Linked DNA regions of Mus musculus: region 1 is linked to region 2. Evidence: chromatin contacts called from public Hi-C data. All regions are on one chromosome and are shown on one strand. The core of a region is the stretch at or near the end of the contact, and the rest is flanking DNA. Distances in the headings are between cores, read along the strand shown. Region 1 has its middle 29 kb from the start of Nfkb1. Region 2 overlaps Manba (mannosidase, beta A, lysosomal).

Evidence for each region. Hi-C and Micro-C count contacts between places; a contact is called where the count stands out from the background.
Region 1: a Hi-C map of Th1 cells shows a contact between it and region 2, with 4 times the contacts expected there. The contact joins two enhancer-like sites. A contact is called at or near these places in 4 of 39 promoter capture datasets (the C10 cell line, the HPC-7 cell line, liver and 1 more), 28 of 484 Hi-C or Micro-C datasets (B cells, the Ba/F3 cell line, the C10 cell line and 16 more), 6 of 115 datasets of contacts at active chromatin or transcription factors (bone marrow-derived macrophages, embryonic stem cells, fetal liver and 1 more) and 3 of 9 other capture datasets (adipose tissue, embryonic stem cells and liver).

Annotation. Positions count from the first base shown.
Region 1 is chr3:135,716,797-135,723,496 of GRCm38.p6, reverse strand. No RefSeq gene overlaps it. Among named protein-coding and RNA genes, the nearest start is that of Nfkb1, 29 kb to the right of the region's middle. Within about 2 kb of position 4,131, at least 94 of the 459 cell types and tissues checked have an H3K27ac peak or open chromatin away from gene starts, as enhancers often do. A contact at or near this core is called in CD8 T cells, CD8 central memory T cells, Th1 cells and 1 more, where this site is marked.
Region 2 is chr3:135,509,471-135,516,665 of GRCm38.p6, reverse strand. Manba (mannosidase, beta A, lysosomal) reads right to left here. Exons shown (of 17, transcript NM_027288.3): 3 at 5,586-5,691; 4 at 4,693-4,863. Among named protein-coding and RNA genes, the nearest start is that of Manba, 27 kb to the right of the region's middle. Within about 2 kb of position 3,180, at least 43 of the 459 cell types and tissues checked have an H3K27ac peak or open chromatin away from gene starts, as enhancers often do. A contact at or near this core is called in CD8 T cells, CD8 central memory T cells, Th1 cells and 1 more, where this site is marked.

The sequences.
Region 1 (6,700 bases), core at 2,882-5,381, 210 kb before region 2:
TCCAAAACTTTGAAGTTTTCTTTTAACCAGTTCCTAATATATGTGAATGCCGGAAGTCTATCAGGCTTTTTTTTTAATTGGTTATTTTATTTATTTATATTTCAAATGTTATCCCCCTCCTCAAACACCCTATCCGCTCCCCCTCCCTCTGCTTCTATGAGGGTGCTCCCCCACCCACCGACTCATGCCTCACTACCCTAGCATTCCCCCCATGCTGGGGCATTGAGCCTCCACAGAACCAAAGGCCTCCACTTCCATTGATGCCAGACCAGGCCATCCTCTGCTACATATGCAGCTGGAGCCATGGGTCACTCCACTTGTACTCTTTGGTTGGTGGTTTTGCCCTGGGAGCTCTGGGGAGTCCAGTTAGTTGATATTGTTGCTCTTCCTATAGGGTCTCAGTCCCCTTCAGCTCCTTCAGTCCTTCCCATAACTCCTTCATCGGGGTCCCTGCAGTTAGTCCGATGTTTGGCTGCTATCATCCACATCTGTATTGGCCATGCTCTGGTAGAGCCTCTTAGGGGACAGCCATACCAGGCTCCAGTCAGCAAGCACTTCTTGGCGTAAAGTAGTGTCTGGGTTTGGTGGCTGCAGATGGGATGGATCCCCAGGTGGGGCAGTCTCTGGATGGCCTTTCCTTCAGTCTCTATTCCACTCTTTGTCCCTGTACTTCCTTTAGACAGGAGCAATTCTGGGTTAATATTTTTGAGATTCCTGGGTGGCCCCATCTCTCAATCAGGGGCCGTGCCTAACCTCTGGATATGATCTCTACAGGGTCTCTCTCCCCTTTGTAAGCTTGATGAAAAGAAAAAAACACCTGTTATAGTCCTCTAACTTTGTGCTTTACGAACAAAACTGAATGCTTCCCACATTACCCCTGGACTGCTTTTGCAGTGTTTGGGGCTGTGACCCGTATCTCCAGAACACTGGCCAGGTGGTCCTCGAGGCCCTAGGCACATTGGAGTGTATTTTAGAAACATTGGCTCCTACTTTCAAGTTGCATGAGAATCTCCACACTGCCACAGGCAGTGAGAATTAACCATCTAGTAGTGAATGCTCAGCCTGGTTTCGTTCTAACTGACTCACTTAGGAGCAAGGCAGTAGCTCTGCCACTGCTGTTGTTCATTGGAGTTTTCTACGCAGTCATTGAACCATTCACCAGGTGTTTGCTTAGTCATTTTCTTCACTGAACTTCTTTCCTGTCTTAAGATGAAATAAGAGGCAAACATCATGGAAGACACAGGGTGAATAAGGGTGTTCTTATTATCTTAGTCAGGTGCAGCCTTTTCAAATTTTCCATCTTAGAAAATAGAAAACAAATGTGTGTGTGTGTGTGTGTGTGTGTGTGTGTGTGTGTGTGTGTGTGTGTGTGTGTGTGTGTTTGTCATTAGAAAGTTCCTTAGTAAAGTTGCTATGGTGTAGGAGAAAAACAAATCTCTCTTTTCTGACATAAATACCATTATTTTCTCTCTGCTACATACAACTCCTGACTTGCTCCTGCTGTCCTGCTTTTTCCCGGTGCAGTCTCTGTTCAAATCCTTTTCAGTGCTTTGATGTAATTAAAATAATTCCATTCAAAATTAATCCAATTAACTCTTTCTAACCAGTGATGTACAGACAAAGAAAATAATTTTTCCCAGGTCACATAGGGAAGTAAAGGACAGAGCTAAGGTTCAAGGACACCCAGCTCTGGCGTCTCTGGTGTCTCTACTTTAAAGATAAGACATAAACACTAGACACGGTTTTCCTAGTGACACATTACAGTTGTGTGCCCAGTGACTTATCATAGCCCTTAAAATCTTGCACATATATTCATCCAATTGGTCTGGGAACTTCCACTACTTTATAGTTCAATGTCTCTAATTTTATTTATCCTTAGCTCTGCAGCGTAAATATGTAACTTTCAGTGATAATTGGAAGTTAGTTTGCTTTGGTTTGTTGTTGTTGTTGTTGTTATTGTTGTTTTTGTTGGTTTAGAATCTTGATTTTTTTTTTTTTTGACAGAGTCTCCCTCTATATATAGGTTTGGCGAGCTGCTCTTCACCATGTGAACCAGGCTGGCCCAGAACTCACAGAGTTCTGCCTTTGCCATCCTCCACTGAGATTATAAGCGTATGCCACCACACCCAGAAGTTTGGGGGTGCTTTAAAAGTCAAGTCCACACTTTACAGTTATTAAATGTCAGATAAATTCACACTCATTGTCATTTATTGTCTCCTTAGACAAATGCACACTCATTTGGTAAGGCGCCCTTTTCTCTGACATCCCTTTTCCCTGTAATTGTCAGGCTTCCCCCAACGTCTCGACACATTTCTCTTAAGATGTACTTACCAGAGCCACAGCTGACATTACAGGTTTGTACCTAGAAGGACGTTGTAGACAGGCAGGGAGTTCCTTTTTCCCCTTTGCCTCTCTGATGATGAATGTTCTTGACCTTTGGGGCCATTGACACAGTCTTGGCTTTTCTTGGAACTCTGTCTCTGGGGTCACAATGTTATACCTCGGCACTGGCATAGAGTGGGAAGAACCTAGCTTGTAGATGGATGTCTCTGGCCCAGTCGAATCCTTGTCTATCTAATAAGCTTTGATTGTGGGAAATCCGCTTACATCTTAAGTCCTTCACCCACAATGTGGGGAAATGTTGAGCAACTCCACCCCCGATGCTGAGGAACCTACATACTGGAGTTCACAGTCTAGCTTGACTCTATGGCTCTACCTGGAACAGCTTCGCCTTTTGTGCCTTGGATCCCTCATCTGCAACTGAAAATTCAAACAGTAAAGTCTACTTTTCAAGCATCAGATGGTTGCCCGTGAAGCTATGTGAAAAGAGGAATTCTTATTCCCTGTTGGTGGTAATGTAAACTAGTTCAGTCACTATGGAAATCAGCATGGTGGTTTCTCAAACAATTAATAATAGAACTACCACATGAGGCAGCTATCCCACTCACTCATAATATCTATGCCCAGAAGACTGTAAGTCAGCATACCACAGAAATACTTGCACATTCATGTTTACTTTTGTGCTAGTCACAGCAGCAAGGACATACAAGGGCCTAGATTAGATGTCCATCCACAGATAAATATACAATGGGAAATATGGTGCTTGTATGCAGTATGATTTTTTTTTAGTCATAAAGAAAAATGAATGGAATTTGTAGGAAAATGGATGGTTCTGTAAAATATGATGTTAATCCAGGTAACAGAGTCAGAAAGACAAATATTAAGACATACTCTCTCTGATGTAGAGCCTAGTCTTTAACTTTGGTATGCTGTGTGTATATTCATGTATGTGTTTGAATATGACTATTGTCATGAAACTAGAAAGGGAACCATGAAAGGGGAAGAAGAGGGTTTAGGAAGGGAAGGAGGGTGTTAAGACACGTATGACATAAAGGTTGAAAGGGACAAGCCAGGGAGACCGAAAGTAAAACATATTATAATGAAAATGTCATAACGAATATGAATATAGTGAATATTACTTCCTATGCTAATTAAAAGAGAAGCAGAAAAAAGGTTTTCAGTAAAGTGCTTGCTGTGTCAACATGAGGATCTGAACTTGGATCCCCAGAACCTATATTATGAAAACCTACTTTAAAAGGCCAGGCATGGCAGCATACATCTGGAACACAAGTGCTGGTAGGCAGAAACCTATCATCAGCAAGCCACCCAAGCCACATTGATGAGTTCTGGAGAGAGCCTGTCTCAAAACTAAGATGGAGAAGTGATGGAGGAAGGCAGGTGGCATCAACCTGTGGCCTCCATCCATGGTCTGCATGCCCACACATGTGTACAATACACGCAAAAATAAGCATTAGCATACAAACAAAAAACAAACATTGCCCGGTGGTAAAAAGCCATCAGATGTGTTTACAGAGGAGAGCCCTCGGAGCACTTCTGGCACTGTTGGTTGTTATTACAGTACAAGGGTACTCAGAGGATGAAGTGTAGAGATCAAGAGTGTGGCTTGCTTGCTGAGCTGCTAACCAGACACTATTTTATCCGGGCACATACCTGCATGGAGCATTTACCACCTGCAAGTCACCATGCCAGGCGCAGGCATGTAGACAGTGGGAACACTGAATCATCCGTGCTAGGTCCGTTCTCATGAGAAAGGAAACAGTGAAACAGTAAATAAGTGATCAGAAAGATAACAGCAGGCTTCTGTGGGATAGATTCTGTGGGCTGGTGCTCTTCTACGCCAGGCGGCTGTGCTCCTTCAAGATAAGTCTTTGTGCTTAGGGAGCTCTCAGGCTCCAGAGCAGAACTGACTCCTCATTGAACTGCTACCTGAATAGTGTCACTATTAACTTAGAAAACCATCTAAATGATCTATAGCCGTGACATCCAGCTATGTTTGTGTAAATCCAAAGTCCAAGTCTTCACCACTTCATTCACACCCTTCTAGCAATTTCTACACACAGTGGTGAGTACCAGTTAAGACTGCTCTGGGAGGCCAGTGTGTTTTCTTTTCTTGCCGTCTCCTCTCTAAGGAGGCAGAGCTGGGCTCATCTGCAGGGGAGGATGTGGCCAAAGTGACTGTTTGCTGAAGGTGACCTGGAAGATACCTACTTTATAGACAGACAGACAGATTAGATAAATAAACAAATGAGGGAGAGATCCAGTCCCTTCCATAAATTTACACTAGATTGGTCTCAGAAAAACATTTCTTTTAAGACAGAACTGACTGACACCAGGTAATTACTTTCTCTTTCGCCAGTGGTTACAAAGTGGCAGGAAGTCTTTCTTAAAGGCAGTCCGGGGCGCACATGCCAAACTGCATTCTTTTAAATAAGAAAGCAGCATATGCAACATTTGAATAACCAACCAATTATTTTTAAAATTTATTTATTTATTCCCTTTACAACCCTATACCAGCCCTTCCTATCCTCCCAGTACCCCCTCACCCAAGTCTACCCCGTTCCCCTTCTGCTTCTCTTTTGAGAGAAGGGGGAGCCCCTCCCTCATACCCTGTGTCAACCCCTCCCACACACACATGAAGTTGCTTCAGGACTTGGCACATCCTCTCCCACTGAGGCCAGATAAGGTGTGTGGAATCCACAGGCAGACATGCAACAGACTCAGGGACAGGTCCCCCTGCTGCAAGTGTTTGGGGGACCCTCATAAAGATCAAGTTGCTCATCTGCTACATATGTGCCAGGATGCCTAGGTCCAGCCTGTCCTCGCTCTCTGGTTGGTGATTCTGTTTCCGAAAGCCCCCAAGGGTCCAGGTTAGTTGGCCCTGTTGATCTTTCTGTGGAGTCCCTGTCCTCTTCAGGTCCCTCAATCTTTCCCCCAACTCCATCTAACGTTTGGGTGTAAGTCTTGGTATCTCTTTCCTTTGGCTGTTGGGTGGAGCCTCTTTTTAAAATCCCAATCAAATTGTCCTTAAGGGGAGTTTCTCATATAAAAAAAAGCCCCCTGATTCACAGCTCGGGAATGGGAATTCACATAGTGTTTAAGCTTGAGCAATGCTTAGAATAGAAAAAAAGGAAACCAGGATGCGAAAAACTCTGGTTTTGCATAAGCTTAATCAGAAAGTAGCACCAAGTGTGGTCGGCCATAGAATAACTTCACTCAGAGAAACAAATCTCAGACAACAGGTCCCAGGGCGGTGTGGAAATAACAGTGGTGCCTAAGCTAACTTAAGACTGTACCTCCCAGTCACGGATGTGTACGCAAGGGGAGAAAGTGGGGAAGAGCCTCAAACATATGGGCACAGGGGAAAAATTCCTGAACAGAATAGCAATGGCTTGTGCTGTAAGATGGAGAATCAACAAATGGGACCTCATAAAATTGCAAAGCTTCTGTAAGGCAAAGGACACTGTCAATAGGACAGAAAGGCAACCAATAAATTGGGAAAAGATCTTTACCAATCATCCATCCAATAGAGGGCTAATATCCAGTATATGCAAAGAACTCAAGAGGTTAGACTCCAGAGAATCAAATAACCCTATTAAAAATGGGGTACAGGGCTAAACAAAGAATTCTCAACTGAGGAATATTAAATGGCCGAGAAGCACCTAAAGAAATGTTCAACATCCTTAGTCATCAGGGAAATACAAATCAAAACAACCCTGAGATTCCACCTCATACCAGTCAGAATGGCTAAAATCAAAAACTCAAGTGATAGCAGATGCTAGTGAGGATGTGAAGAAAGAGGAACACTCCTCCACGGCTGGTGGGATTGCAAGCTGGTACAACTCTGGAAATCAGTCTGGCGGTTCCTCATAAAATTGGACATAGTACTACCTGAGGACCCAGCTATACAACTCCTGGGCATATATCCAGAAGATGTTCCAACCGGTAAGAAGGACACATGCTCCACTATGTTCATAGCAGCCTTATTTATAATAGCCAGGAGCTGGAAAGAACCCAGATACCTCTCAAACGAAGAATAGATACAGAAAATGTGGTACATTTACACAATGGGATACTACTCAGCTATTAAAAATGATGAATTCATGAAATTCTTAGGCAAATGGATAGAACTAGAAAATATCATCCTGAGTGAGGTAACCCAATTGCAAAAGAACACACATGGTATGCACTCACTGATAAGTGGATATTAGCCCAAAAGCTCCAAATAACCAAGATACAATTCACAGACCACATGAAGCTCAATAAAAAGGAAGACCAAAGGGTGGATGTTTCGGTCCTTCTTAGAAGGAGAACAAAATACTCACAGGAGCAAATATGGAGA
Region 2 (7,195 bases), core at 1,931-4,430:
TTGTTTCACATTCATTCTTCAAAAACCTACTATGTCAGAGCACTGCTATTTATTGTTTGCTTGTTTGTTTTGTGTTTTGCTTTTCAATTGTCACTATGAAACCAAGGCTACCCCTAGTCCTGGGCTTTCAGGACTACAAGCAGTGGCCACCACACCCTGCAAATGTTTACTCTCTCTCTCTCTCTCTCTCTCTCTCTCTCTCTCTGAAGTTCTCCAAAACACTGCGATGCCTAACCACTCCTGTATTAAACATGACAACTCGATGAATGAGTAGGCTCATTGAAAGATAAAGATATTATTAACATGTAAAAAAAAAAAAACTAGCCTTATTCCCTACCTCATTAAGTATGAACTCAAAAGTCCTCGTTTAGGAGTACCAAATACAAACCGATGGTGGCATTTGCCTTTAATCCTAGCACTCAAGAGGCAGAAATGAAGGTCTGCAAGTTCTAGGCCAGTCTGGGGCACATAATGAGTTCCAAGATAGCCAAGGTTATACTGAAAGGAAAAAAAAAAAAGAGTACCAGGTGCACAGAGAGAGACAGAGACAGAGAGAAAGACGCAGAGAGAGAGACAGAGAGAGAGAGAGATACACATAAACCCACAAACAATCACTTCAGACTTCAGACTCTGACTGGAGTAGCTATCTGAGAGACATGATCTTGTCTGCCAACTACCTGTCTGAGAACCAGGACACTAAAAAAAAAAAAAAAAATCCAATTATGAAGTTACAAAGGTTCAGATTCAACTACCAAGAAATGATTCTCTGACAATCAACTTCTCAAGGAAACGGGAGGAAAAGAAAGAGTAATGGAATCCAAGTGATAGAAAAAGAAAGGGAGGGGACCAGCTAGTTGGGGAGGGGACCAGCCAGGGCCAGGCTGGGGATCCAGTGAGACCCGTGGGGAAGGGAACACGGAGTGCAAACCAGAAAGCCACTGGTGTACACACTGCCAAAATGAAACCTTTGTGTGCTAATCTGAAAGTTTAACTTAAAACAAACAAACAAACAAAAAAAACCCAGAATTTTTTTAAAGTCCCATCAAACAGAAAATTTTCTTTACTTCTTAAGAATAAAAAATTTTTCAAGATTAAAAATCTATGACACTGTGAGTTCAGCTTTGAAAAGTTGAGTTGGAAAAGACGCCCTCTGAGCGAGGGGATGCCAGTGTGTGTAGGGGGAGGGGGGCGGCAATGTGGGTGTGTGTACAGGGGATGTGGGTGTGTGTACAGGGGATGTGGGTGTGTGTACTGGGGATCCAGCCGCACTGCTCTCACCCAAGAATGGCTTCCTTCACTTTGTATTTATGTCAGAAGAAGATAAGTACGTTTCTACTACAGAGAAAAATGAAAGTGTGCCTCTCACCCCTCACCAAGGAAACTTGTCTTTTGCAGCAGACAGAGACCACCTCAGAAAACTACAACTAGTCAAAATACAGAGATCACCAGAATTCCCAGGCACAATGAGGACAGCCACAGCACGGCTCCTGCACCCGGGCCCAGGAGATATTAAGGAAGAGGTGGTGGCCAATTTGAAAGAGCCGGAAGATCTGCAAGTCTGCTGGGACTGCTGGGACCCCCGTACCCATGAAACCTCAACAGTGACAATATGGCTCCCTAAACAAGACCCGGACAATGAAAGACCAAATGAGTGGGGACATTTTCACAGGGTCCTACCCCTAAGCAAAAGACAACCGCCTTCAAGTGACTGTGGAGAGAGGGAGGATTCACTTTCCCAGGAAGGGGTCCCTGAGTGGTTATCCCTGACATCATGTACACAAAAGCAACAGACTCATCAGGCCAGGCAGTGGTGGCACACGCCTTTAATCCCAGCACTTGGAAGGCAGAGGCAGGTGCATCTCTGAGTTCGAGGCCAGCCTGGTCTACAGAGTGAGTTCCAGGACAGCCAGGGCTACACAGAGAAACCCGTCTTAAAAAACAAACAAACAAACAAACAAAGATTGAGCTATACAGGCAAGAAAGCAGGGCATTTTCTTAATTAGTGATTATGTGAGCCGGCCCAGCCCATTGTGGGCAGTTCCATCCCTGGGCTTGTGGTCCTGGGTTCTACAAAAAAACAGGTTGAGCAAGCCATGAGGAGCAAGCCAATAAGCAGCACCCTCCACAGCCTCTGCATCCGCTCCTGCCTCCCACCCTGCTTGGATTCCTGCCCTCACTGCTTTTGATGATGAACTGTTACATGGGACTGTGAGTAAAATCAACCCCTCCCTCCCCAGGATGGTTGTGGTCACGGTGTTTCATTGCAGCAATGATAACCCCAGGTAAGACAGCAGCAAGGAGAGAACAAAATATTCAACACCACACCAAGCTTCAGATCACTTAATTCCCTCAGCCAACGAGGATGTTCGTTCACTGATTCAGAAAGTACCTGTGACGCCCTGTGACTCGGGCTGGGGTACATCAACGCACAGCGCTGGAACACAAAAACTTTTAAGCTGAGGATGTGGCTCAGCAGGGGAGCGCTTGCTTCTATACACAAGGCCCCAGGTTTCATACACAGGACCAAACAGTCAGGCATCTCTCGCAAGGAAGCCTCTTTCTTCCACCTTGAGTTAGGGAAAGGAAGTGGAAGGCCTCTATCAGAGGAAATGCTTGTGCAAATGTCATCAGGATGCAGCCTGCTCCAACGGGAGGAGGTGGGGCGAAGACTGAGCTAGGAGCTTGGGACATTAGCCTCCTGATGGTGCCAAGCTGTTGAAAGATAAAAATTATGAACTTTGAAAAGCATATCTAGTCTTATCAGCCCCTACCTCAGTACATATGGACGCAGAAGTCCCAGTTTCTGTTTTAAGGATAGGGATGCTGGGGGCATTTTTGTCCGAAGAGACCATGCCAACTGCTCCGTGGATAATTACTTGAAAGAAGGCAAATGGAGTTGTGGGAATACCGGCTAGGTGACTAGGGCAACGTGCTGTGCAAGAAGTGACTGGACCCAGAGGCAAAGAATAAAGGTTGTCTTGGAAATTGGCAGGAACTAGAATGTGGGATCCAGTTGGAGTAAACAGATCACTGATGGCGTGCCCTTGAGGGTACACCCTATCTCAGTCACTCCCTCCGTATCCCTCTGCTTCCGGGGCGCCACGAGGTAAGCAGCTTTGTCCCGCACTCCCTTCTACCTTGCTGTTCCACCTCACCACAGGCGCAGAGCCAGAGAGCAAGGACTGAGTACCTTTGAAACTGAAAATCAAAAGAGATGCTCCGCCAACCCCCAATCTGTACAACTCAGCGTGTTACCATGGTGATGAGAAGTGACGGACAAGAAGGGAGGAGGGAAGTAGAAAAGATAGAGGCGACTAATGTGCTGAGCAGAGGAGGAAGCAGAGATGTAGAGACTTTAGAAGGGTCAAACACTTGATGAAGAAAGTAACATTTGCAAGCAGGACCAGTCCGAGAAGGGGGCGGGGGCGGGGAGGCGGGGCGGGGGAAGGCAGGGGAGAAGAAGAGTAACATTTTCTTCTTAAAAGCTAAAATGTCTTCCAGAACTTTGGAATCAGAGGCAGGAAGATCCCTGTGAGTTCAAAGCCAGCCTGGTCTATATGATGAGTTCTAGGCTAGCCGGGGCTACATAGTGAGCCACTGTCTCAAAAAACAGAAACAGAAACAGAAACCAACCAACCAAACCTAAATGTTACATACAGTTATAATACAATAATCATGCATTAGTATATGTTCAAGTACCGTAGAACAGAATAAGCCTCAAAGAAAAATCATCTGTGGATCATACCTTCCCATTCTATATTTTAAGGTTCTAGCAGTAAAATATGAGAATATCTCAGGAAAAAATTTTTTCTTTTTTTCTTTTTTTTTTTTTTTGTTTGTTTGTTTGGTGGTTGGGAGTGGGGGTGATAGGATGTTTCTCTATGTAGTTCTGGCTGTCCTGGAACTCACTCTGCAGATCAGGCTGGTCTCCAACTCACAGAGATCTACCTGCCTGTGCCTCCCAAGTACTAGAGCTAAAGTGTGCACCACCACACCCAGCTGAAAATATATTTCTTTCAAGCAGGTTGCTAGTCACAAGACTCACTAGTAAGTTTTCACGACTGGTAACAGCTTTGATAAATATCAATGCTATAAAATAACTTATAGAGATGGGACTGTCACGCAGTTGGAAGAATTATCTCAGGGCTCTGCCTAACATGCACAGAGCCTTGGGTTTCATCCTTAGGGCCTTATAAAAGCAAGCAAGATTGTGCATACCTTAAACTCAGCACTCTGTAGAGAGGTGGGGGATGGATTGGAAATTGGAGGTCATCCTTGGATACATAGCAAGTTTGAAACCCACCAGGGCTAGAGGAGTCCCTGCCCGAAAAAAATATAATAATTTATAAAGTCCTATTAGCAGCTCCCCATATTATTAATAATATTATTATTAGCAGTTGTTCATATAAGTAATCCCAAGGCTTGGGAGGCTAAAGCAGGAGACCGCCGCTTTTAACAACATAGTAAGTTCTAGGCTAACCTAGGATATAACATCAAGTTCTGTTATCCACAGTGTGTGTGTGTGTGTGTGTGTGTGTGTGTGAACCTAAATTCTAAAACACGCTCCAGGAAGAAAACCTAGAAGAATGAGAATCCACCACAAAAATTCAGAAAATCTTGTTTTCAAGCCTTCAAGTCTGCCAGCCACAACGCTGCAGCCCACACACACTTGAGCGAACGAACATTCATTACCTTTCGGATGAAGTTGACGTGACATTCACCCTTCTGCTCCACCGGGGGGCACTCTGGGGGCACCCGGTAGCTAGTGTGAGCCTTGCTCTGACACTCTGCATACTGCACTGCTGACCGGAACTGCAGCTTTAAGGAGTTCACGTCTTTGACTACGTTGGTGACGTCAAAGCTCTGCAGGACAGAGGAAGGAAACACAGCTCCATTAGGAAGACCTAGTCTTGTGTATAACATTTTAGATAAAGGTAGACTACATGAAAGATACACACTACAGCCATGTCTAGAGCTAGTTTCATTAACAGAAGGAATCCCTCTGAAAGAGAACTTAATGGACGCCTTTAGTTACACCTCCAATCTCCTGTCCAAGCACAGATTCCTAGGCTTCTCCTATTTTTACAGGAATACGGCCCTAGAGAACTATGCAGAACAGAAAGTATCTTCATCCCTGGAACGACCTGTACACATGGCCTTGAGCTGCCAAAGATTCCTAGACACTATATAACAACCTGACCCACTGAAACACACGGTGTGTATTTCTAAGTCATCAGTGAGTTTTGCTTTCCAAAGCACACCCTTGAAACAGAAGGGAAGCACAATTTCAGAACAGATTTCCTTTTAAAATTGTCTGTCACTTGTCATTTCCCACGGACTTGGATCACCAGACCACTGAGGAGTGAACAGCCAAGCTGGAGCTGTAATTTCCTTCCTCGAGGCCCACAGAACCACCATGGGACTGGCACTGCCCCTAACAGCCTTCAAACGGGGCACCTGAGAAGCCCGGTCATTTACCAGTGTTTCAAAGGCCTTGACCTTGACGTATGGCAAATTACACAACGATCCTTCCCGGTTCACGAACATAAAGGCCAGCTCTTGTGAGTCTGGAGCCCTGTACTCACGTATCCAGTGAACATGTTGTCTGTCTTCCCAATGGTGACATTGTTGAACAGGATTTCTGCAACCGTGTCAACTCCATCAAAGATCAACTTTACCTTCTGCCATTCACTAAGAGACAACAAAAGATTTTTAAAACATTAACCCATGTAAGTCTCTTTGTCATCAGTTAAGAACTAACAAAGTAAAGATTCCACAGGAAACTATACACCCTTAACCTTAAGGCCATCAAATTTCAGGAGTATCAGTTTGACATTAGCTGTAATAATTTCTTTGAGTGATCCAGTCCTATGATGTGGCTGTCAGAGCTTTGCCATAAAATCAAGAGCACAAATTATAATTTCCAAATGAGTTGATTCTCCCAGTTATTCCAGAGTTCTTAGATAACCCAGAAAACATTTGTCAAAGCTATTGAATCTTAGATAACACATTAACCATGACCTAGTGTCAATGATGGAGAATCCTGTGCTCGGTACTTTGCTCAGCCTTACAAGGAACAACCTGGAATTTGAAGTTTGTACTCTGGATGGCATTCAAGCCCACAATACACAGGACTCAAACAGAAACTTCTTGATCTACTGGGCAAGGGCTAGCGGAGGCTCACCGTGTAAGAAAGAAGAGAATAGGAAAGAAGTGAATAAGAAGTCAAAGAAGTGAATATTTTTCATCAGTAACAAGGAACTAAATCATGATGAACACTGCTGTACTGTGGTTGTTTAATCAAAGGAAGCCTTGATAAAGGACCAATGTCTCTAATGTGCTCCATCAGTTAGCAGTGCTACATCCCATCTACAGATGGAAAGTGAGTTAGTTACTGACTGTCTAGGCTGGGATAGGAACAGTGAATGGGAACGGGAAATGATAACTAATGAGTAACTGATGATGGCTGATTTAATTAGGGCTTCTATTGCTGAGACAAAAAAAAAAATGCCATGACTAAAAGTGACTTGGGGAAGCAGGGGTAATCTCAGTTTACAATTTAGGTCACTCTCCACCAGTGAGGGAAGCGAAGGCAGGCTCTGGAGGCAGGAGTGGAAGCAGACGCCTTAGAAGAACGCTGCTTCATATATATATATACATATATGAAAGTGTCCTACATTTTCTTACACCACATCTACCTGTGATAGCGCATGATTTTTGATCCTAGCAGGGAGGCAGAGTAAGGCAGACCTCTGTAAGTTCAAGGCCAGCCTGGTCTACAAATTGAATCCAGGACAGCCAGGGCTATAACAAATAAAAACCTTGCCTCAAAAAACTAAAGAAAGAAAGAGAGAATGAGAGAGAGAAAGAAATTGTGGTTCTCAATTGTGGTTCTCCCTTAGATAACTCCGGTATGCATCAAGTTGAAACAAAACAAACAAACAAACAAAAACCAAAAAAAAAAAAAAACAGGATAATGGTGATGACTGCCAAACTCTGAATATACTAAAAGCCATGGAATTGTTCTTTAAATTAAGCAAATTTCATGTTATAAAGATCAGAGTTCAATAAAATTGTTTTTGTTAAGATAAGTAGAAGAGTCTGGGTCTCAGAGAACCATGCCACCCCACCATACAAAGCCCTAATAGTGTCAATTACTTTAAAGACAGACTCTTTATTCAGACACATCATTTGG